Linked DNA regions of Sus scrofa: regions 2, 3 and 4 are each linked to region 1. A link is a contact called in public Hi-C and HiChIP or PLAC-seq data. All regions are on one chromosome and are shown on one strand. Each heading gives the region's core, a stretch centred on a gene start, on an enhancer-like site or on the middle of the called end of the contact. The rest is flanking DNA. Distances are from core to core; before and after follow the strand shown.

Region 1 (5,799 bases), core at 1,275-3,774:
TTCTAAATGCCCACAGTCCACTAATATCCACCTTATATGTGCTGGGCCCCCTGCTATTCCCAACCAATCTGACTATTGTTGCACCTTATCTGCCCTACATCCCCATCCGTGCATCTTTTAGGTCTCTGTGCCTTGGGTGAGGGGGAGAAGGCACTCACCGGTGACTGTGGGGGTCCCTTTCCTGTGCTTTGTCCTCTATAAGAAAAGGAAACAAGGAGCTAGTTATTTCATGCTCAATCCTTTTTGTACCATTGATTTCAAAGGACCTGGTATGTTAGAACCATATATCATGTAAAGATAATCACTTAGGCTACAAACCAATTAATCAACACTACTTTCAAGATCTCACCTTCAGAGCAAGAAGGACATTAAAAGCCATTTCCTCCAATTGCCAGCAAAACAGACCTCAGTCATCAAGGGTTGTCAAAAGCCAATTCAACACAACCTTTTCACTTTCTCCAAGAGGGCCAGGGCTGCATGCTTCCAACAGACAAATGCTATAATATTTGATAACTAACAGCCCACCCCAGATGTAAAGATAGAAGCTCACAGAGTGAGTACCTAGATCAGGCATGCATTTATTACCTCCCCAACAGAAAAGACCATCATTTCCCGTAGCCTTGCGCCCTAAACCCTGGCAGGAGGGGTACTCCCTCTACAATCCACCCTCTCGATCTCTTTACTCATTCAGCCTATTACCCACTCTGGAAGGGGTCACCAATCGCCTGGTAACCCTGCTCCTCGCTGGCTGATGTAACCGTCGGTTGAAGAGGACGATCAGGGGGCCGTTGGCGGGGCTGGGGGACAGCGCAGCCGCAAAAGCTCTCCACCGGGAGGCCTCGCCCGGTCTGCGCCTGCGCACTAAAGCCCTAGGGCCTCTTCAAAATCCCCCCTCCCGCGATCACAACCCACTGCGCCTGCGTGTACCTCCACTCTCAATTCTATAAACCCACAAACAGAAGAAACACAGTGGGGTGTCCACCACTCATCCAAGAACACCCGGCGAACCCGTCCAAGCACACTCCCGGCAGCTGCCCTCTATGTTACCCGGGGCTCGAGAATGGCCGGGTCATAAGACTGAGCATCCGCGCGCACGTACGGGAAGCGCGCGCGCGCGCGCTGGAGGTTCCCGGCCCGCAGTCCTCCCAGTTTTGTCCCTCCTTCCGTCCCCCCCGCCCACTCTGCTCCATTCCTACTGGCCGGACTGGGAAGGGGGAGGTAGCAACTCGCTCCCAAGTCCCTCCCTCCCCATTGGCCAAACTGTGGGCCGCGCGCCCCCCTCCATTGGCTACGGCCAGGGACCCCTTCCCGCAGCTGACTCCCCATTGGCTGAAGCTCCGGACCGCGAGACCCTTCGTGGTAATGGAGCCGGGGACCCCTATCACCTCTTCACCCCCCCAACTCGTTCCGACGCCGCTGGCGGGATGCGCCCTGCCTGCCCTTAAGGCCCAAGCCCCGAGCAGTGACTGGTCGCTCAGAGCTGAGCGCGCACCCTCAATGTCCCGGTGGCTAGCCGCGGAGGCTTTCCTCCGACCTGTTAGAACCTGAAGGGCCCACCCCCAGCTCCACGGGATTTCCCCACTCCCCCTGGCGTCCCTCAAAGGTGGCCAGAGGCTAGAGGTCTGCCTCGCGCGGTGTACAGGTCTCGGCCACCTTGGCTCCGGCGCCCGGAAACCCACACGTTCTCACCTGGCGCTGCCGATGGCCGCTGCCCCTGGCCTCTCCTGATGTTGCTGCTGCGGCGGCGGCGGCTGTGGCGCCAAGATGCCCTCGGTTCCCCGGCGGAGTCCGCTCCCGGCAGCGGCTGCAGGCCCTAGGCAGGGGGAAGCGGCCGCGGGAGGCCCTGGGGGAGCCGAGGTGGAGGCCAGGGGCCCCGGGAGGCCGCCGTTGGGAGGGCTGGTGCCCCCAGGAGGCCGTCGGGCCACGGCCTGTTGCGTGGGGGGCGGCTGCTGGGGCTGGGAGGTCTGTTGTGGCGGCTGAGGCTTCAACATGATGGCAGCGTCCGGAAAGGGAATTAGGGGGAAGGGAGGGAGAGAGGAGGCCGGGGCTGGGGCCCCGCCGGAGAGCGCGGGAAGCGAGGTGGACTGGGAAGCTGGGGACCCGCCGTTGGCGGGCGGGGGCGAGCCCCGCGGTGTCGGGGGTGGATAGAGAAGACCGCGGCGCGAGGAAGCGCCGCGAGGCGGAAGGGGAGGGGGTCTCGCGGGCCGGAGGAAAGCGAGAGGGCGCGAGCCGGCTTGGCGCGCGTGCGCGTCGCCGGGGAAAAGGGAGGGGGAGGAGCGCCCGGGCGGGAGCTCCCGAAGGGGGAGGGGCGGGGAGGAGGGAGCGTCGGCGCGAGATGTCCGAGCGCACCGGGGCGGTTAGCTCCGGGCGACAGAGGAGGGAATAAAGAAAGGTGAATCTCGCGCCTCTAGCCTTTGGAGTGGGAGAGGAGCAGCGCGGGCGCTCACGCGCGCCAAGGATTTAGGGTCTCTAGATCTCAAGCAGCCCAGAAGACTGCCGGCCGCTGTCGCTTCACAATGAGCGTGTGAAGCGCTGGGGGAGGAGCCGAAGCAGCAGAGAGGAAGGAAGAGCCGGCCGCCCCGCCTACGCCGCCGGCGTAGCGTCGGGATGCCTCCGCAGTCTTGTGAGAAGTCACGACGTAGCGTGCAGTTCTTCCGCCATTCGGGGGCCTGTGGGCGGAGTCTTGAGTGCAAAAAAAAAAAAATCCCGAGAGTAGACCCGGGACTTCGCTGAAGCTGGTGGTAGTTTCGTGGGGAGCTACTCTCGGAGCTTATCTGATTTACATAAAAGCCTGATAGGCGTTAAAGATAGCAGTTTGGAGATAAATATCTGCCTAATTCTAAATTATATTATATGGTTTTCAATATAGTAATTTCTCCACGCCCTGGAACGGGACTCTTAAACTAGCAGCAAAGAGACTGTCTGAAGGCCAAAGTTCCTAGAGTCTAGTTCAAAATCCTCCACCCCACTCGACAAGGAAGGTAGCCTTCATTCATTCAAATTAGTTGGTCATTAGGACATTAGGCTAGGTGTTTTCGATATAACTGTAATGAAATTACTTCCTGCCCTTGTCAAGGAGTTTAAACTAGTGGTAGATTCAGACAATTAGATCTCTTAGGTGAAGCACGGGGCACTAAGAGTAGATAGGAATGACATCTAATTCAGCACTGGGTGATGGGTTTCTAGGCAGGGGGCATAGGATGTGACAAGTTAGGAAAACTTCAGCATGTCTGGAGTATGAAATTAAAGAGGGAGGAGGTTGAAAAAGGAAACTGGAAAATTAAGTAACGTGGGACCAGATATTAAGGAGACATGAGCATAATCCTCAAAGCAGTGGCCACAGCAACACCAGGCCAGAGCCACATCTGTGAGCTACAACACTGCTTGCAGCAATGCCAAGTTCTCTAACCCACTGAGTGAGGCCGGGGATTGAACCAGCATCCTCATGGATACTAGTCGGGTTTGTTAACTGCTGAGCCAAGATGGGAACTCCCACTAGTTGGATTTTTAACCTGTTGAATCACAAGAACTCCCAGATTTACATTTTTTTAATGAACTTTATTTTTTTTTTAACGGCCACACCTGCAGCATATGGGATCAAATCCTAGCCACAGCTGCAGCCTACGCCACAGCTGAGGCAACGCCATATCCTTAATCCACTGTACTGGGCCGGGGATAGAACCGGTTCAATTTTTAAAAGATTACCCTTTGCAGTGTGGAAAATAGAGTGGAGGAGTGATGAGTCTGTGGTTTCAATCCCAGATAAACTTCCAGTGTCTTTCTCTCTCTTCACTCCAGACATCAGCATTGGGACTCTTGCAGCTTTCATTTCTCCCCTAAACAGGCACACACTTCACTCAAAGTCTGCCTTGCTCTTGGGTAGTGTTCCTTCATCCCGCCTGACTCCTAGCTTTGAGAGTGTTAGGTTCCCTTCCTGTGTGTTTGCCCAGCAATTTTCCCAGCTTCATTCTATGAGTGGTTTTCATTCTGTCTTCCTGCTGGTGTCAGCTCCTAACAATTGGAATCTTGCTCTTATTCACAGCTCCTTCTGCAAGACCTAGCACCATGCAGGCAGTCAATTAAATACCTGTGAGGTGAATGGATCCAGGACTATGTCTCCTGGATGTCTAAATAACACAGTCCAGGAGTTCCTGTCTTGGCTCAGCAGAAACGAATCTGGCTAGCATCCATGAGGACAAAGGTTTGATCCCTGGCCTCGCTCAGTGGGTTAAGGATCCGCATTGCCATAAGCTGTGGTGTAGGTCACAGATATAGCTGGGATCTGGCGTTGCTGTGGCTGTGGTGTAGGCCAGAGGCTAAGCTCCAATTGGACCCCTAGCCTGGGAACCTCCATATGCTGTGGGTGCGACCCTAAAAAGACTTAACTAAATAACACAGTCCAGTTTTTTCCTGACATGACCTATACCACCTGATGCTATGCCACCTCTCCAGCTGGCCTCATTATGGGCACTTCTGTCTCGCCCACCTCATCCTGCTCCCAAACTCTGCTAAGTTTCAGCCTCGTTAAACTCTCATTTATACAACATACCTTGACTTTATTCAACTCTGCCTTTATACGTGCTATTTCTTCACTTAATCCTCATTGTTCAAGCTCAGGTGTCAGGCCTTTGGAACTTCTTGTTATTGACTTCCTACTTCGGGCTCCCAGAGCACTGTGATAGTTTATTTCTGGGTTTTTTTTTTTTTTTTTTTCTTTTTAAGTCTTTTTAGGGCCACACCCATGGCACATGGAGGTTCCCAGGCTAGGGGTTGAATCAGAGCTGCAGCTGCTGGCCTATACCATAGCCACAGCAACTCAGAATTCAAGTCACATCTGCAAATTACACCACAGCTCACAGCAATTCTGGCTCCTTAACCCACTGATCAAAGCTAGGGATCAAACCTGTGTCCTCATGGATACTAGTTGGGTTTGTTACTGCTGAGCCACGTCAGGAACTCCATGTTTTCTGTTTTTTTTTTTATTTGTTTGTTTTTTGTATGGCTTCCCTTTCCCTTGGAGCCTGAGGTCAATAAAGTCAGGGACTATATTTTACTCATTTCCCTAACCTTCTTGTATAGCTCAGTGGCTGGCACACAGTCGCTCAATAAATTAATAAATGAATGAAATGTTGTCTTATTATATGCAACTTAGAAATTACATTACTTTGATTTGCTAAGGAGTGATTTCCAGATATATTGTTAAATGAAGAAAGCAAGTTCAAGAGTATAAACTGTGTTACCTTTTGTGCAAGGACGAAGGGGGAATAGGAAAACAGAAATGTATCTGTAAATTCTTGCAAAGAAAAACACAAGAAGGATAAAGCGAAAACTCATAAAAATGGTCACCTGTGAGGGGCAGGGGAAAATGAAGGGTCCTTGGTTTTGGGGTTAATTTATTTATTAATGGCCTTTAATTTATTTTTTAATGGCCTTACTTATGGCATATGGAAGTTCCCAGGCCAAGGAATTAATCTGAGCCACAGCTGCAACCTACACAGCAGTTTTCAGCAACACCAAATCCACTGTGCCGGGCTGGGGATCGAACCCAGGCCTCCACTGCAACTCCAGTGGCTGTTGCAGTGGATTCTTAACCCGCCGTGCCACAGCAGGAACTCCAGATTACATCCTTCTTTTATTTATTTTGCTTATAGGGCCACACCCACACCATGGAAGTTCCCAGGCTAGGGGTCCAATCAGAGCCACAGTGGCTGGCCTGCACCACAGCCACAGCAACGCAGGATCTGAGCCACGTCTGGACCTACACCACAGCTCATAGCAACGCCAGATCCTTAACCCACT
Region 2 (5,799 bases), core at 2,252-4,751, 120 kb before region 1:
GGCAGAGAAACCTGAGTGTTTTAAGTGTGCAGTGGGAAGAGTCAATGGTCAGGGGGAGAAGGGATGACGGACGGAAGAAGGTTCTGGAATAAAAGGGGAGAGGAGGGGATAGGCGGATAACTCAGGCAAGGAGGGGATAGAAGTTGGACCAAGGAAATTGCACAAGCTCCCTTGGTCCTGTCTTCAGTGACTCCAAAGAACAACAGCAAAGACTGATGGAGGAGGCGGGGGTGGGGTGGGGGGCAGAAGCAGGAGCCAGCGTGGGACCTCACCTCTTTGGGGATGAAGGATGACCCCAGTGTCACCAAGGACCAGAAGGCAATGCCCCCGCACATGAGATACTTCCGATTGTACCTGTCACCCAGGTAGCCAAACACAGGTGCCAACACCATGTAACTGGAGATGAACACTGGGGGGAAGCAGAGAGTCACAGCCCAGCCCCAGTATTCCTACCCCAACCCCCACCCCAGCTCAGGGAAGAAGCGGGGGCGGGGGGGAAATAATTCCCACCCAGAAACTACCAGAGCTTCCTAAGTGTGGTGGCAGGGAGCGGGGAGCCCGGCCCCATCTGAAACATTCTTTTTTTTTTTTGTCTTTTTTTTTAGGGGTGCTCCTGTGGCATATGGAAGTTCCTAGGCTAGGGGTCCAATTGGAGCTGTAGCTGCTGGTCACAGCCACAGCCATGCCAGATCGGAGCCGCATCTGTGACCTACGCTGCAGCTTATGGCAACGCCAGATCCCTAACCCTAGCGAGGCCGGGGATTGGACCCAAATCCTCTGGGATACTAGCCAGTTCTTCACCCCGTGAGCCACAAGAGAACTCCTGAAACATCTTTCAAATCTTCCACCGTAGAAGGGATGGCGCAGCTGACGCCTCACTTTCATCCAGTCGAGAACAAAATCCAAACTCCGTATCTTGGCCAAAACACACTTATCTGATCTGGCCCTTCGCTACCTTCTCAACCTCACATTCATCCCTCGCTGCCTCCCAAAGGTCCAACTGCCAGATTCAATACCATCTTAAGGCTTTGGGCACCTGCTGTCCTCACTGTCTGGAATGGTCTCTCCTCTTCTCTGAGCTTCACAGACCTAACTAAGCTCCTTCACCTTCAGCTCAGAAACCTTCCCATCCATCACATATCCATTGTCTTTACCACATTTGTTCTGTCTTCTTTTACTGAACAGTTACTGCCCAGCACAAAACAGGTGCTCAACACACTTGTGTTGCATGAAAACATGAACGGGGCTGCTGAGAAAAACCTGTTTCTTATCTAAACTCAACAACTTTTTGGAGTTCCCGTCGTGGCGCAGCGGTTAACGAGTCTGACTAGGAACCATGAGGTTGCGGGTTCGATCCCTGGCCTTGCTCAGTGGGTTAAGGATCCAGCGTTGCAGTGAGCTGTGGCGTAGGTCGCAGACGCGGCTTGGATCCCGCGTTGCTGTGGCTCTGGCTTAGGCCCGTGGCTATGGCTCCGATTAGACCCCTAGCCTGGGAATCCCCATATGCCGCAGAAGCGGCCCTAGAAAAGACCAAAAAAAAAAAAAATTTTTTTTCTTTCTTTCTTTTTTTTTAGAGTTGCATCTGCAGCATATGAAAGTTCCCAGGCTAGGGGTCGAGTTGGAGCTGCAGCTGCCATCCTATGCCACAGCCCAGCAACACCAGATCCAAGCTGCCTTGTCTGTGACGTACACCCCAGCTCACAGCAACACCGGATCCTTAACCCACTGAGTGAGGCCAGGGGTCAAACCCACATCCTCGTGGATACTAGTCAGATTCATTTCTACTGAGCCACAATGGGAGCTCCCCTAAACTCAACAACTTTTAAGAGCTTTGCAGACCTGGACCTATGATCTCATTTTCATTCCATGGAACGTTGGCTTAAATACCTCCAGTTCCTTAGCAGCCTGGAGGGCAGCAAAAAAAAAAAAAAAAAAAAAAAAAAAAAAAAAAAACACTGCAAAACCTGGTTTCCAACTCCTCTTCTGCCTTTTGTTGTGTGACCCCAGGCAAGTCTTAACTCTTCTCCTAGCCTCAGTTTCTTTATATAAATGCAGATAATACTACCTACTGCCTCTATAAAATAATAATAAGGATTCCTTGGCTGATAAAAGGATTAGAAGACAATGGGTGTAAAAGGTTTGGCCAAGTTCTTTGGATGTTATTAGCTCCAGGGCCTCCACCTGCTACCAGCACAGAAATGAAGGAGAGAAGGAAGGAAAAGAGACTTGGCCCTGGCTTTGGCCCTCCCACAAATCCCAAGTTCTGAACAAGTAAAACTCACCTCTCCCCTTTCCAGACACTCTGCTCCATTATTTACTGGGTGCCCAGCATTTTCCAACACTGTCCTATGCACTTCACCAGCACTATCTCATCTAACCCTCACATCGGTCCCAAGGGGTGAGCTGGGTTATTACGAACTCCATCTCACCCACAAGGAAAGTGAGGCTTAGAGAGATTGAGAGCCTTGCCAGCGATCACATTACGTGGAAAGCTGAGATTGAAACCCAGGTCTGACTTCACCGTGACAATGAACTGACTCCCTCTTTAATTCTCTGTAAATATGGCTCCTAACTCAACAGGACCGCCTCAGGGCAAAAATCACAGCCCTCTGGCCACGGTACCTCGCACAAATGACTCCCCAGGCATGCCAGGATGCAGCCCCAACTGGAGTAGACAAGATAAAAGATCTGCTGTGCCCCCAGGAGGGAACCTCCACTCACCGGTCTGAATGAGGCCGGAGCTACCGTCTCCGATGTCGAAGAACTGCTCGATGTCCGGAAGGACGCCTGGGAAGAAGAAGACTCAGGATGCGCTGGCCGAGGCCGCCCCACCTTCGGAAACCCGCTCCCTTCCCCTCTTCTAACTTTCTCCCTGAAGTCAGTACCAGCCACGGTGAAGCGGTCCATGTAGTTGAGGAGGTTGATATAGCACAGCACCGCCACTATGAGAGCCGAGCGGCCTGAAGACAAGCCCGTGATGCGCTGCAGTCCCTCCCGGTCCAGGACCTCGGGATCCTCGGACTTCGGGTTCCCCATGGGCCCCGGCAAGCCCGGGATGCCGGGCGCCGGTCCGTCATCCGTGTCATCCGCCTGGCTGAGGAAGGGCGTGGAGTCGGACCCGGACATGGTCCCGGGGGGTCGCGCCCGCCCGCGCTCCGGTCCCACTGACGATCCCTGCGTGGGGAGGAGGCTGGAGAAAGGAGGATGGAGGGGGAACCCAGGCAAAGCAGGTGCGCCGGGAGACCGGGAGGAGCTTGCCCCGAAGCCCAGAGCACCGGGGATGGAACCCGGGCTCTATCATGCGTCCCCGCCCCGGCAGACACACCGCGCGGAGGAGAAGAGTGGAACCCGGTGAGGTCGGGGACAGGAATGGGTTGAGGTTCGAGTCCCCTACTCCCCCAGCTGAGGCACCCTTCACCCCCGGTAGGAGCCCACTCGCGATCCCTCAGCCCCGGCTCTGCCCCACGGCCGCCGCCATGTTGCCTAAGAGCCGGTCATGTGACACCAGAGCTGGGCTGGGGGCGGTGAACGCCAAGGTGGGTCAGCCCCGACGCGACTACGGAGGCCGCGCGCGCCCCTGCGGCTTCTCAGCCGCTCTCGCATCACGTGACTGAGGGCGCAGCGGGAGCTCTCCACCCAGTTTTTCAGGCAGGACCGACAGACGACCTAAAGGAGTCTAGGTGACCTAGTGCGAGTCCCTGCCCGTCTGAATCTCGGCTTCCTTATCTGCAAGGCCTGCTTCTTATCGAACGAGATCAGATTAGATAATGGAATGTTAAAAGGGTCTGGAAATTGGAGTTCCCGTCCTGGCACAGCCAAAACGAATCCAACTAGGAACCATGCGGTTGCGGGTTCGATCCCTGGCCTTTCTCAGCGGGTTAAGGATCCGGCGTTGCCGTGAGCTGTGGTGTAAGTCGCAGACGCGGCTCGGATCCCGCGTTGCTGTGGCTCTGGTGTAGACCGGTGGCTACAGCTCACATTCGACCCCTGGGAACTCCATATGCAAGGAACAGTTCTTACGCTCTTACCTTCTGTGTCCGTTTGGGGCTTCATACATGCTCAGTGATGAATGAATGGTGAACAGCGGCTCCCAGTCCTGGCCTCTTGCCTGGCCCCGGTCAGCTCCCTCTAAACCCCTGAGCTTTCCCTGCAGGCGTTGAAGAAAGCCTCCCCAGAATTTATCCACCGCGTGTGGAGTCGGTTTTTCCCTCACCTCTAACGGGACCGAAGCCCTTGCGCCTTCTAATGGTCTCTCTTGGAACAGTCAGGGGCTCAGGAGGCCAAGCTGCAGACTGGGCTCAAAGACTACAGAGCCTTGGCACCAAAACAGCTTGGTTGCTTGGCACCTCCCTGCCCCAATCACCAAGCTACAGCTGATAAACATACACTCTAAGTAAAATTAGTGAAGTTCTATGCAAATACAACTTCAAGATCCCTCTTCCAACCAGACCTCTAAGCCCCTCTGCTGAAATTCTAGTCTCCTAAGATCTTGAGGCCCCCAAGAGGCCTTACCTGAAACCTGAGTCCCGGACCTACTTGGTATTGCCCCAGGAGGTACTTCATGTTTCAGAACATTAAGCCTAGTCTGCCATGTGGGCCTAAAAGAAAGAGATGGAGAGGGATTTCAGATTGTATTCACTGAATTTCCTCAGTACTGTTGAGCGTGTACTCTATGCCTGGCATTGTATCCGGTGTCAGGCAAATGCAGATTTATCTGGAGCTTATCTGAAGGGGACAGCTATCCATACACATGTAAAATTGCACCTGTCAAATGAAAAGGCAAACCACAGACTGGAAGGAAGTATTTGCAAAGCATGTATCCAACAAGTGACTTATATCCAGGTGTATAAAGAACTTTTATTTATTTACTTATTTATTTTATTTTTAGGGCCACACCTATGGCATATGGAAGTTCCCAGACTAGGGGTCAAATCGGAGCTGCAGCTGCCAGCCTACACCACAGCCGCAGCAACACCAGATCCGAGCCTTGTCTGTGACTTACGCTGCTGCTTGCTGCAATGTCAGATCCTTAACCCACTGAACGAGGCCAGGGATTGAACCTTCATCTTCATACTTGTTTGATTCTTAACCTGCTGAGCCACAATGGGAACTCCCTAAAGAACTTTTTTTTTTCTTTTTGGCTGCCCCGAGGCATGTAAAATTCCCAGGTTAGGGATCAGATCTGAGCTGCAGTTGAGACCAAGCCTCAGCTGTGACAGCACCAGATCGTTAACCCACTGCAGGGCCAGGTATGGAACCCAAATCCCAGTGCTCCTTAGACACCGCTGATCCCGTTGCACCACAGCAACGCCAGATCTAAGCTGCGTCTGTGACTTACACCACAGCTCACGGCAATGCCGGATCCTTAATCCACTGAGCAAGGCCAGGGGTCAAACCTACATCCTCATGGATACTAGTCAGATTTGTTTCCATTGAGCCACGACGAACACTAAAAAACATAATTTTTTAAGTGGGCAAAAGATTTGAACAGACATCTCGCAAAAGATAAATGAATGGCCAACAAGAATATGACACCATTGGTCATTAAGGAAGATACAATTAAAACCACATTAAGATACTACTATACTAGAATGGCTTAAACAAAGAAAAAATAAAGGACCTGATAAAATCCTGGAAATGATATGGAGAAACTAAAACCTTCATACAGTATTTATGGGAATTGCAAATAGTACAGCTATTTTGGGAAGCGAATTCGCAGTTTTTCTTTAAAAATTAAACAGACAAAAAAATTAAAATTAAAATTAAACAGACACTAAAAAAATATTAAGTATACACTTC
Region 3 (5,799 bases), core at 2,080-4,579, 100 kb before region 1:
AACAGTGATGATAAATCCTAGAGCAGTGGTTCTCAACCAGGGGCAATCTGGCCTCCCAAGGGACAGGTGGCAATGTCTAGAGGCAATTCTGGTTGTCACAAAGGGGCGGGGAAGAGGAGGTTGGGGTGTAACACTAGCATCTGGTGAGCGGAGGTCAGGATCTCCTAAACATCACACAGTGTAGACACAGCCCCACCCAAAGAATTATCCAGTCCAAGAATTATCCAGTTCATCGTGGCTCAATGGTTAACGAATCTGACTAGGAACCATGAGGCTGCGGGTTCGATCCCTGGCCTTGCTCAGTGGGTTAAGGATCCGGCGTTGCCGTGAGCTGTGGTGTAGGTTGCAGATGAGGCTCGGATCCCGCGTTGCTGTGGCTCTTGTGTAGGCCGGCGGCTACAGCTCCGATTGGACCCCTAGCCGGGGAATCTCCATGTGCCGTGGGAGCAGCCCAAGAAATGGCAAAAAGACAAAAAAAAAAAAAAAAAAAATTATCCAGTCCAAACGTCAGGAGGGCTGAGGTTGAGAAACCCCATCCTCGTAGCTTCCAGAAGCCTGAGACTCTGCATTTCTGACAAGCTCCTGAAGGATGCCCAGCACTCCTGGGCCCACATTTTGAGTAGCAAGGACAGAGGTACCTTTGTATTTCTGTGTACCCGCTACTGTCCTACAGCATATATGTAGCCCAAGAGGGGGATTTCTATATATTCTCTTTAATTAATTCTCACCCAAATCCTTTGACATACATCCATTATTTGTCCCCATTTTGCCGATGAGGAAATTGAAGCATTGAGATTCACTTGCCCAAGGTCACACAGCTACGAAGGGGTAGAGCTGGGATTCCAACCCAGGCCTGTTGGTTCCTAAATCAGCTCTTTTTTTTTTTTTTTTTTTTTTTTTTGCTTTTTAGGGGCTTCACCTGCGGCATATGGAGGTTCCCAGGCTGGGGGGTCAATCAGAGCTGCAGCTGCCCCGCCTACACCACACTGGATCCAAGCCATGTCTGCAACCTACACCACAGCTCATGGCAACACTGGATCCCCAACCCACTGAGCGAGGCCAGGGAGGGAACCAGCATCCTCATGGATACTAGTTGGATTGTTTCTGCTGCACCACAAAGGGAACTCCCCTAAATCAGCTCTTAATCACCCTACCATACTCCCTCATGGCACAAAAAGTCCTAGTCCAAGGCCTGTGTGGGCCCATGAGATCACTGTCCTATTAGACTTGATTTCTATTCACTGCCCTTGAGTGGTTTGCAAAAAAATCCCATCCCTGGGGGAGGACATCAGCTGGGCGGCCCTGATATGATTCAAAGAACACCCTGCTGGCTCCAGAGACTTGTGGCAGATGTAACAAAATGTTACAGATTCTCACCACCTCCCCCTCCCCTGCTTCCAGGATTACAGCATCAGGATCTCTGTAGATGGCACCCGGGGAATTTGTATATTTGCACACTCCTATGCCTGTTAAGAGTTGAGGGAAGGGTTTTTGTTTGTTTGTTTGTTTGTCTTTTTAGGGCCACACCCACAGCATATGGAGGTTCCCAGGCTAGGGGTTGAATCAGAGCTGTAGCCACTGGCCTACGCCACAACCACAACAATGTCAGATCTGAGCCGCGTCTGTGACCTACATACACCACAGCTCATGAAACACCAGACCCTTAACCCACTGAGAGAGGCCAGGGATCAAACCTGCGTCCTCATGGATGCTAGTCAAATTCGTTTCCACTGAGCCACGACGGGAACGCCAGGGGAAGGGGGTGTTGACAGTACTTTCGGTGCCCTCTGGTTAACAATCCAGCTCCTGGAATTCCCGCAGTGGCACAGTGGGTTAAGAATCCAACTGCAGCAGCTCTAGTCGCAGGTGCGATGTGGGTTTGGTCTTTCATCCGTGGCCTGGGCATTTCCACATGCCTCGGGTACAGCCATAAACAAACAAACAAACAAACACAAAACACCCCATCCAGCTCCTTTCAGGACAACAGCTTTTTCTGGCTAGGGTGCTAGTCAGAGAGGCTAGTCACCTCTCCCAGGTCCTTCCCCTGAGACTTGGGAAACAACTAACTGCAGAGATGTAAACTCCAGGAAGTCTCCTTGGAGAGACCAGGGTGGGCGCCGCTCCCTGGAAGGCCTCCCTTACCTTCCTCAGTCTCTGGGGGACAGAATTTCAGGAGGGACACGTGATCTGGGATGAGGTGGAGGCTGCTTTTCACCTGCAAAGAAACAATAGATCAAATCCTCCCCCCACTTAAAGGCGAAAACTGGGGCCCACTCTTCCCCCACACTCAGGCCTCCTCCAGCTCCCACTTCCTCCCTAAGGATGCAGACACCCCAACCCTACCCCGGAGATTCAGGAGGCTCAGCTTCCCCAGGATCCAAAATTGGACACCTTGACTCCCACACCCCTTTGGCCAATGCACTCTAAGGGTGCAAGTTTAGAGGTCTTTTTTTTATGAGGGTGCTAGCCATCCCGCTACTTTAGAATCCTTGGAGATCCTAGCACCCCACCCCACCCCTGCTCATCCTACCACGTGGGGACTCCAGCCTCCTGGATCCCCAGTCCTCTGTGAATTTCCACAGACTCCAGCCCTCATCCTCCTGGATCCTTAGCAATGGGTCCCAGCCTTAAAATCCAACATGCCCTATATCCCAGCCCCAGGTCCTCAAAGCCCTTCTCTGAAGCACCAGGGATCCCAGCGCCTTAGCCTCTCTTTACCCGCGATGTTCCAGCTCCCGGGGATTCCCAAACTCTCGACACACTCCAGATCCCTTTACCTTCCCAATGTGCAGAAACCCCAGAAACCCTGCATCTCTCTGCCTCCAAGGCCCTAGCCCCTGCTTCCCTTTAGTCCCCAAGACCAACCCCAAAATCCTACCCTCGGCACTGTAAGAACCCACTCTTCCGCGCTAACCCTCCCGGGGACCCGGCGGCACCTTCTCGGAGTACACTGGAACCGCAGGTGCCTCCCCCGGATCCAGCAACAGCCGCCTCCGCCGCCTGATCAGGATCGGAGGGGCTCCAGCTGGCCCTGCGTCCGCCCCTTCGCTGTCGCTGTCGCTGTCGTCCCGGGGCGCGGCCGGCACCGGGGTTTCGGGGAGTGGGACCTCGGCCGGGTCCGCAGCGCCGCGCGCCGTGGCGACCTCCAAAACATCCTCATCGCTGTCGCTGACCAAGTCCACAAGCTCTGGGTCCAGGGTGCGTCGAGCTGGAGATCGTTGGGACTGAGGTCGCCGGCCCCGGCCGCCCCGGGACCCCCGAGTCCCTCGGCCAACACCGCCGCCTCTGGACCGCCGGCCCCGTTTCCTCAGTGGCTCCGCCATGGTACATACTCGGTTCCCGCAGTCGCCCGCCTCTAGTAGACTCGCCCGACCGCGTCCAGGGGCTTCCGCCCTTCATTGGGCGAACCGCCTGCTAGTCAGCACCTCTCCCCGCCCACACTCTCCGGATCCACCCCTCCGCCTTTTCACTGGTCGCTGCACACCCGCCCATCATGCATTCACCACTGAAACCAAGCCGCCAAAGATTCCAGTCAGACTCGGTTCAATCAGCGCAGGTTTCGATTCGGCCCGGCTGGCCCATTGGCCGGGCTGTCTCTCGTCCTGAGCAGCCTTTCCTGGTTGGTGGAGGAGCGAGGCATCTTGGGAATTGTAGTCCGAAAGCCCACAGGCTAGAGTGGATGGGGGCGGGCTGGGAATTCCTTTTGAAAAACGCGGACTCCGCGGGTATTCCCATTATTCTTTCTCCCAACCGCTTGGTGGGCTATTTTTACTTAAACGCAACCTTGAGCACATGCCTCTCCTCACGTACTAATACTTCAACATCACGCAGCTCTGCGAATTACTTCGCATACATACCCTCCCTCACGCCCGACATCTAGGCAGACGCTTTTCACGGGCAATGTCAACAGAGCATAAACTTTTTTTTTTTGTCTTCTTTTTTGCCTTTTCTAGGGCCGCTTCCGCGGCATATGGAGGTTCCCAGGCTAGGGGTCTAATCGGAGCTGTAGCCACCGGCCTGCGCCAGAGCCACAGCAACATGGGATCCGAGCCGCGTCTGTGACCTACACCACAGCTCACGGCAACGCCAGATCCTTAACCCACTGAGCGAGGCCAGGGATTGAACCCGCAACCTCATGGTTCCTAGTCGGGTTCGTTAACCACTGCTCCATGACGGGAACTCCCAGAGCATAAACTCTTTTATTTATTTATTTATTTATTTGTCTTTTGTTGTTGTTGCTATTTCTTGGGCCGCTCCCGCGGCATATGGAGATTCCCAGGCTAGGGGTCTAATTGGAGCTGTAGCCACCGGCCTGCGCCAGAGCCACAGCAACGCGGGATCCGAGCCGTGTCTGCAACCTACACCACAGCTCACGGCAACGCCGGATCGTTAACCCACTGAGCAAGGGCAGGGACCGAACCCTCAACCTCATGGTTCCTAGTCAGATTCGTTAACCACTGCGCCACGACGGGAACTCCAGCATAAACTCTTGCAACACCTTCCTACAACATATACCTAAGCACAACCCGACTTACAAACACTTAGAGATGCAATAAGGGAAGTGATCTCCCCCTTCTCCCTTTACTTTCACAATTTCTTTCTGTGTCCTTTTCAAAATGTACGTTTATCTCTATAATGGCTAAATAAGCCTCTTGCCAGTCTCAGAACTCCAGGACCTGGGAGCCATTTTTTTTTTTAATTGAAGTATAGTAGATTTTGAATGTTGTATTATTTTCTGGTGTACAGCAAAGTGATTCAGTTTTATGTATATTTTCTTTTTCATATTATTTTCCTTGATAGATGCGATTGTAGGGACCAAGTGTGTACCAAGGCAGAGCCGGTGAGGAAACTGGGGCAGCGGTCCCTGCACTGTTCAGAGGACCTTGTAGTTTGTCTCTGGTTTTGTTTTGTTTTGTTGTTTTTTGTTCGTTTTGGCCTTTTTGTCTTTTAGGGCTACACCCTCTGCAGCATATGGACGTTCCCAGGCTAGGGGTCCAATCAGAACTGCAGCCGCCAGCCTACGCCACAGCCTACGCCACAGCCACAGCAACCCAGGGTCCAAGCCGCGTCTGCGACCTACACCACAACTCACGGCAACTCGGGATCCTTCACCCACTGAGCGAGGTCAGGGATCCAACCGCATCCTCATGGATCCTAGTCCGGTTCGCCAACTGCTGAGCCACGACGGGAACTCCTGTGGTAGCTTGTCTCTGCTAATCCCAAACTCATAATTTATCCTTTCCCTCTCCCTTTCCCCATAAATTTGTTTTCTATGTCTGTGAGTCTGTTTCTGACTTGTAAATAAGTTCGGAAGCCAACTCTTTGAAATTCGAGCATCAGACCTCCCAATCTCCCAGCTCCAGCAGGGGAAAAGCAGTTTAACTTCCTGGGGCTCTGCTGAAATACACAAAACCACCTCCCAACAAAAAGTCATCAGAAGTTTGTTTTGCCCTTGGATAAAAGCCAATCACCATGATAAAGTTAGGATGAACTACACGTGACTAAAAGTGGTGTCAAGCCCTCTTAGTGGAGGCCTAGTTATTGTTTATCTTGAAAACAAGATATGGGGGAGTTACCTGGTGGCTCAGCAGGTTAAGGATCTGACATTGTCTCTACTGGGGCTCTGGTTACTGCTGGGGCACTGGTTCAATCCCTGGACTGGGAACTTCCACATGCCGAGGGTGTGGCAAAAACAAGCAAACAAACAAACAAAAACCCCACAAGATATGGGGGGGTTTTTTGGTTTTTTGTGGTTTTTTTTTTTTTTTTTTTTTTTTGCTATTTCTTGGGCCGCTCCCG
Region 4 (5,799 bases), core at 876-3,375, 80 kb before region 1:
TCCTGTTTTATTTTATTTTTTTATAGCCAAGCATGGAAGCTCCTGGGCCAGGGATCCAAACCACACCTCCATAGCGACCCGAGCAGCTGCAGTGGGATTCCTAACCCACTGTGCAACAGCAGGAACTCCAACTATACCTCAATTTTTTAAAAAAGAAAGAAGTTAAGAAGAATGAAAGAAAACTTTCTTTTCTCTTTCCCCTATGCACTTAGTCACCAAAGTTAGTCCATTTTCTATCCTCGATATTTCTAGAATCAATTTTCTCCTCTTTTTGGACTCCTTCCTTCTCAACCAGAACCATTTTAACAGCTTCTTTTGTGGATTCTCTTTTTTTGCTTTTTAGGGCCCACCCAAGGCATATTGAGCTTCCCAGGCTAGGGGTCAAATGTGAGCTGTAGTAGCCGCTGGTCTATGCCACAGCCACAGCAACGCCAGATCCAAGCCAGGTCTGCAAACTACACAACAGATCACAGCAACGCCAGATCCTTAATGCACTGAGCGAGGCCAGGGATAGAACCCTGAACCTCATGGTTCTCAGTTGGATTTGTTTCCACTGCGCCACGACGGGAACTCCAACTTTCTGTCTTCTATCTCTTTTACTTCCCATCTGCATTCCACACAGAGGGTTTCCCTGTGCTTCCCCTGCTCTACAGCCTTCAGTGACTCCCAGGGCCTCAGGATACCAAGCCTCATTGCTGACTGGAGCCTGATTTACAGACATCATTTTCTCCCCTCCCCCATAAATCTTACTATATACACAGGAGCCTGAACTTTATTCTGAGGGCAAGAAGCTCTAGGGGATTTGTAAGCCATCAATAGACATGGGCAGATTTGCATTTTCTAAAATCTCCCCCCCCCCCCGCCCCCCGGAGTTCCTGTCATGGCTCAGCGGAAATTAATCTGACTAGTATCCATGAGGATGAAGGTTTGATCCCTGGCCTTGCTCAGTGGGTTAAGGATCCTGCTGTGGTGTAGGTCACAGATGTGGCTTGGATCCCCCATTGCTGTGACTGTGATGGCTACAGCTCCAATTTGACCCCTAGCCTGGGAAACTGCATATGCCGTAGGTACGGCCCTAAATAGACAAAATAAAAATAGACAAAAAAAAAAATTTAAAAATATATAAAATAAAATCCCCCCTGGCTGCCATGTGGTGGGGAAGTAGGGGGGCTGGAGGGAGGCCAGAGAGATCAGTAAGGAAAGTGTTCATTCATTCATTCACCAAATGTTTACTACTGTTTATCTGCTGGGCACTCTGTGGGGTGCTGGGGAAATAATAGGGGACTAGAAAGCCAAGATTCCTAATCTCATGGAGCTTCCATTCAAACCCTGGGGCCACACAAGGCTAAAGGGGGACAGATAATAAACAAGTTAACCAACAATTTCAGGGGAGTTCCCGTTGTGGCTCAGTAGGTTACAAACCCCACTAGTATCCATGAGGATTCGAGTTCAATCCCTGGCCTTGTTCACTGGGTTAAAGGATCTGGCATTGCCGTGAGCTATAGGGTAGGTTGCAGACCCGGCTTGGATCCAGCATCGCTATGGCTATGGTGTAGGCTGGCAGCTGCAGCTCCGGTTCAACCCCTAGCCAAGGAATTTCCATATGCCACAGGTGTGGCTTTAAAAAGTAAGCAAACAATCAAGCAATTTCAGGTGATGAGAAATCTTTAATGTGATCAAATTGTGGACAGGTGATAGAGGTGGCTGCTTTAGAGAGGGTGGGCAGGGAAGGCTTCGTTGAGCAGGTGACTTCTGAGCCAAGGCCTGGGGTGGAGCAAAACTTGGTGTGTTCAAGTAAGCTCATGTTTAGTTTTTAAGATTCTGTCACACCCTTTTCTTCTCTCTCTCTTTTTTTTTTTTTTAGGGCCGCACCCATGGCATGTGGAGGTTCCCAGCCTAGGGGTCGAATCGGAGCTGTGGCCGCTGGCCTACGCCACAGCCACAGCCGCAGCCATGCAGGATCCGAGCCGTGTCTGCGACCTACACCACAGCTCACGGCAACACCGAGTCCTTAACCCACTGAGCAAGGCCAGGGTTTGAACCCGCAACCTCATGGTTCCTAGTCGGATTCATCTCTGCTGAGCCACAACGGGAACTCCCCATCATACCCTTTTCTACAGAGGCTATCTGATTTGACATCCCCATCAAGAATACATGAGAAACCCAGTTTCATCAATTCACCAGCATTTGGTATCATGCCTCTTAAAATGTTAGCCATCATGCTAGGTGTGCAAAGGAACTTTGCTCTTCCTAATGGCTAAGATGTTGAATGTCTTCTCAGGCACACATTTGCCATCTGCAACATCAGAGAAACGACTATTTGTGTACTGTGCCCATTTTCAAATTGGATTGAACCAGATTTTAAGCGGGGATGAGACGTGATCTGCTTTACAAAGATCACTCTAATTGCTTTGATAATTAACTAATGGGGCCGAAAGGGGACACAAGGGGAGCAGAGGCAGTGTGGAAGTTCAGGAGAGAGATGATGGGTACTGGGGTTGGGTGTTAGCGCTGGGGATGAAGACAAAGGAGTCCATTCTGGAATATTTAGTGCTTTGGAGGTACAGTTTACACGGCTTGCAGGAGGACACGAAAAACCGCCTGGTGTGTACTTAACAGAGGAAGAAACAGGTTTGGGAGAAGGGGAATCAAGGCTTGAGACGTAAGTCTGAGCTGCTTGTCACCAGCCAAGGAGAGATGTCGGGCCGGCTGTTGGAGGGAGAGGTCACATATATAATGAGAGCTTGACCCAGGGCAGTGGCCGAGAGAGGAAAGGAGGGATTTGAAAGGCACTGGGAGGGGAGGAGGATTAGCAGGAAGCGGTGACTGGCTGAATATCAAAGTGGGGGTGGGGACATGGAAGTTTCTGACTTCTACGACTGACAACGCGGGGACCCAGGCGCCCAGAAAAAGTGAAGACGATCCAGCAGCCCTGCCCCGAAGAACGCTCCACCAGAGCAGAGGTGCAGGAAGGTCCGACCACAATTGGCTGTAACGTGATCCAAGCTCCGGCGGAAGGGTGGCCAGGGACGGATCAAAGGGGCCGGTTCCCGAGCGCAGGAGAAACCACAGGAACTTCGCCCTCCTTAAGCCGAGGCCAGCGGGCGTTTCAGAGGAGGTGTAATTTAAGCCCAGCTTCCAAGGTCACGCGGAGACGCCACAAAGCCTTCGATGAAAGAACTTCTTCGGGGTTTGAAGGACAGGTGTCCTTCTTCAACAGCGCGGCTCAGGAAAGAGAGCGAGAAGGGGCGGGGCCTGGGCCGCTGTCCGGCTTCGGCTTCGACTCGGAAATCTTCGGCCGAGGCTCGCCATCCCCCCCCCAACTCCGGCCTCTGCCTCGAGCCCAGGACCGATCCGGAAACAGCCGAGCGGATCCGGAAACAGCCGAGAGGACCCGGAAGCTGTGAGCGCCGTCACCAGGCAGTGCGGGAACCCGCCGTTTGCGCTGAGGCGATGGCGGCAGCTGCGCCGGCGGCCGCGGGCGAGGATGGCCGGCGGCGACAGCCGGGGACCGGTACGTGAGGGTGCGTCCATGCACGCGAGGGGCGATGAGGCTAGAGGCGGGGCCGAGCTCCGCGCGGGTGGATGGGGGGGTGCTGAGGGGAGCCTGGAGAAAGGGGCGGGACCACGCCGCCAGGAAAGAGGTGGAGGGGGCGTGGCCTAGCGGCTCAAGGGGGAGGGCCAGTGGCAGGTTAGAGGTGGGGCCAAGAGGGGGAGGGGAGGGGCCAGGTGGACAGGGGGCGGAGCCTCTGGGAGAGAGCTCGGGGGTCGTGTCAGAGAAAAGGGGATTGGGTGAACCGAGGGAGGAAGAGGCGGGGTTCTAGACAACACGAGGCAGTGGTAGGTGAGAAGAAGGCGGGGCCAGGTGGGCGGGGCGGGGCTAGAGTGAAGGTGCCAGGGCCACGGCTGCAATAGTAAGTTGCAGGACTTGCAGATTTGGGATTGTTGGGGATCCGAGAGTGATGCGAAGGGAGGCTGATTCCTGTCCTCCACAGCGCTGGACCCGCAACTCCAAGAAGGGGCAAAGCTTGAGGCCGAGTCAGGGGAGCTCGACCGGCTCCGGGCTGAGCTGGCAGGCGCCCTGGCAGAAATGGAAACCATGAAGGCTGTGGCAGAGGTGAGCGAGAGCACGAAGGCCGAGGCTGTGGCTGCAGTGCAGAGGCAATGCCAAGAGGAGGTGGCCTCGCTGCAGGCTATCCTGAAAGGTGAGGCAGGCACTCCTCCCAGACTCTTTCAGCCCTGTAAGGGGTAGTAGTGCATGACAAGAAAGGGTCAGGGGGCACAGATAACTTATGGGGTAGGTTAGCAGGGCCGCCTAGCACAGGGCCGGCCCAAGGACTCAGAGGAAGAGGCTTCCTTTTCTCATTTGCATAGAGGCGCTGCCTGTGCTAGCAAGCAGCTCTGTCAGTTCCAGCTAAGTTTAGCTCTGAGTTGCTACCTGTTCCCTGGCCCTGTGTCATTTCTTGTCCCTCACTGATGACTGATCAACCCTGAAAGTGACCAACTTCTCAGTTCCCTGAGAACACATTTAAGCTTCTGGCCTTCAGACTCAGCCCTGGGACTAGGCTCTGTAAGTCTCATCATCTTATTTCCTTTCTTCTCCAAGCACCACTCCGGCCGCAGATACCCTCCTCCCACCACACCCTCGCACTGACTTCCCTCCCTCACATCCTTCATACTTGGGATTCATCAGCTCCCCTTGCCCCAGATCCCCCAGCTGCTTCTCCTATGTCCCCCTTCTCCTCTAGCCAGAGGCCAGAGTCTCTGTAATAGCTTCCAGTCCCGTCTCACCCCTCTGCTTCCCCTGCCACTGCTGTAGGGAAGCTCTCCTCAGTCTCCCTCTAGAGTCTGGCCATGACATTGACTTCCAGAGTAAACTTCCTACAATTCCTGTCCCACCATGTCATTTCCCTAACAACCGCACTTGGCTCCATACTTCCCTGGGCCCTATTTCCCACGTTTTGGGCATCCAGGAACCACCTGTGTAACATGGGTGTCTCCTTGTGTGACTTACCCTGTTACCTACTTAATATTTGTTCTCTAAGTAGAGTTTTAATTTTTTTGGCCATGCCCACAGCACGCAGAAATTCCTGGGCCAGGGATCAAACCTGCACCACAGCAGTGACCCCAGCCACAGCAGTGACAATGCCAGGTCCTTAACCCACTAAGCCACCAGGGAACTCATACATTTATTTTAAAGGGAACTTTCTGTCCCTATGTGAAACTATATCCTAAATAATAATAATATTATTATTTAATAATATATTAATAATATTGCTAATAGTGATAATAACTAACATTTGTTGAGCACCTACTATATGCCAGGCAGTGAACTAAATGCTTTATGAGGGGTTCCCACTGTGGCTGAGTGGGTTAAGAACCCGACATAGTCTCTGTGAGGATGTGGGTTCGATCCCTGGCCTGGCTCAGTGGGTTAAGGATCTGGTGTTGCTGTGGTGTGGGCCTGAAGCTGCAGCTCTGATATGACTCCTAGCCTGGGAAACTTCCATATGCTACAGGTGCAGCTGTAAAAAGAAAAAAAAAATTTTTTAAATAAATGCTTTAGGGAGTTTCCTTGTGGCTCAGCGGAAACAAATCTGACTAGAATCCACAAGCATGTGGGGCTGAATCCCTGGTCTAGCTCAGTGGGTTATGGATCCGGCATTGCCATGAGCTGTGGTATAGGCTGCAGATGCGGCTTGGACCTGGCGTTGCTGTGGCTGCATTGTAGGCCTGTAGCTGTAGCTCCGATTCGACCCCTAGCCTGGAAACTTCCATATGCCGCAGGTGCAGCCCTAA

What was found. A called contact is a pair of places that touch in the nucleus more often than the background predicts. HiChIP or PLAC-seq counts read pairs in DNA pulled down with a chosen protein or histone mark.
Region 2: an H3K27ac HiChIP or PLAC-seq map of alveolar macrophages shows a contact between it and region 1. The contact joins the promoter of SPNS1 here to the promoter of ATXN2L in region 1. A contact is called at or near these places in 2 of 5 promoter capture datasets (fetal liver and liver), 3 of 47 Hi-C or Micro-C datasets (heart right ventricle, liver and skeletal muscle) and 2 of 2 datasets of contacts at active chromatin or transcription factors (alveolar macrophages and skeletal muscle).
Region 3: a contact with region 1 is called in an H3K27ac HiChIP or PLAC-seq map of alveolar macrophages. The contact joins the promoter of NFATC2IP here to the promoter of ATXN2L in region 1. A contact is called at or near these places in 2 of 47 Hi-C or Micro-C datasets (both in skeletal muscle) and 1 of 2 datasets of contacts at active chromatin or transcription factors (alveolar macrophages).
Region 4: a contact with region 1 is called in a Hi-C map of skeletal muscle, with 3 times the contacts expected there. The contact joins the promoter of RABEP2 here to the promoter of ATXN2L in region 1. A contact is called at or near these places in 3 of 47 Hi-C or Micro-C datasets (heart right ventricle, liver and skeletal muscle).

The regions. Positions count from the first base shown.
Region 1 is chr3:18,502,817-18,508,615 of Sscrofa11.1, reverse strand. ATXN2L (ataxin-2-like protein) reads right to left here and starts at 2,524. Exons shown (of 21, transcript XM_021088041.1): 1 at 1,690-2,524; 2 at 159-195. The coding sequence starts at 1,991.
Region 2 is chr3:18,627,348-18,633,146 of Sscrofa11.1, reverse strand. It overlaps SPNS1 (sphingolipid transporter 1 (putative)), which reads right to left and starts at 3,501. Exons shown (of 13, transcript NM_001243020.1): 1 at 2,886-3,501; 2 at 2,722-2,787; 3 at 273-409. The coding sequence starts at 3,126.
Region 3 is chr3:18,607,558-18,613,356 of Sscrofa11.1, reverse strand. It overlaps NFATC2IP (nuclear factor of activated T-cells 2 interacting protein), which reads right to left and starts at 3,329. Exons shown (of 8, transcript NM_001244522.1): 1 at 2,937-3,329; 2 at 2,143-2,215. The coding sequence starts at 3,323.
Region 4 is chr3:18,582,585-18,588,383 of Sscrofa11.1, reverse strand. It overlaps RABEP2 (rab GTPase-binding effector protein 2), which reads left to right and starts at 2,125. Exons shown (of 11, transcript XM_021088049.1): 1 at 2,125-3,514; 2 at 3,996-4,205. The coding sequence starts at 3,172.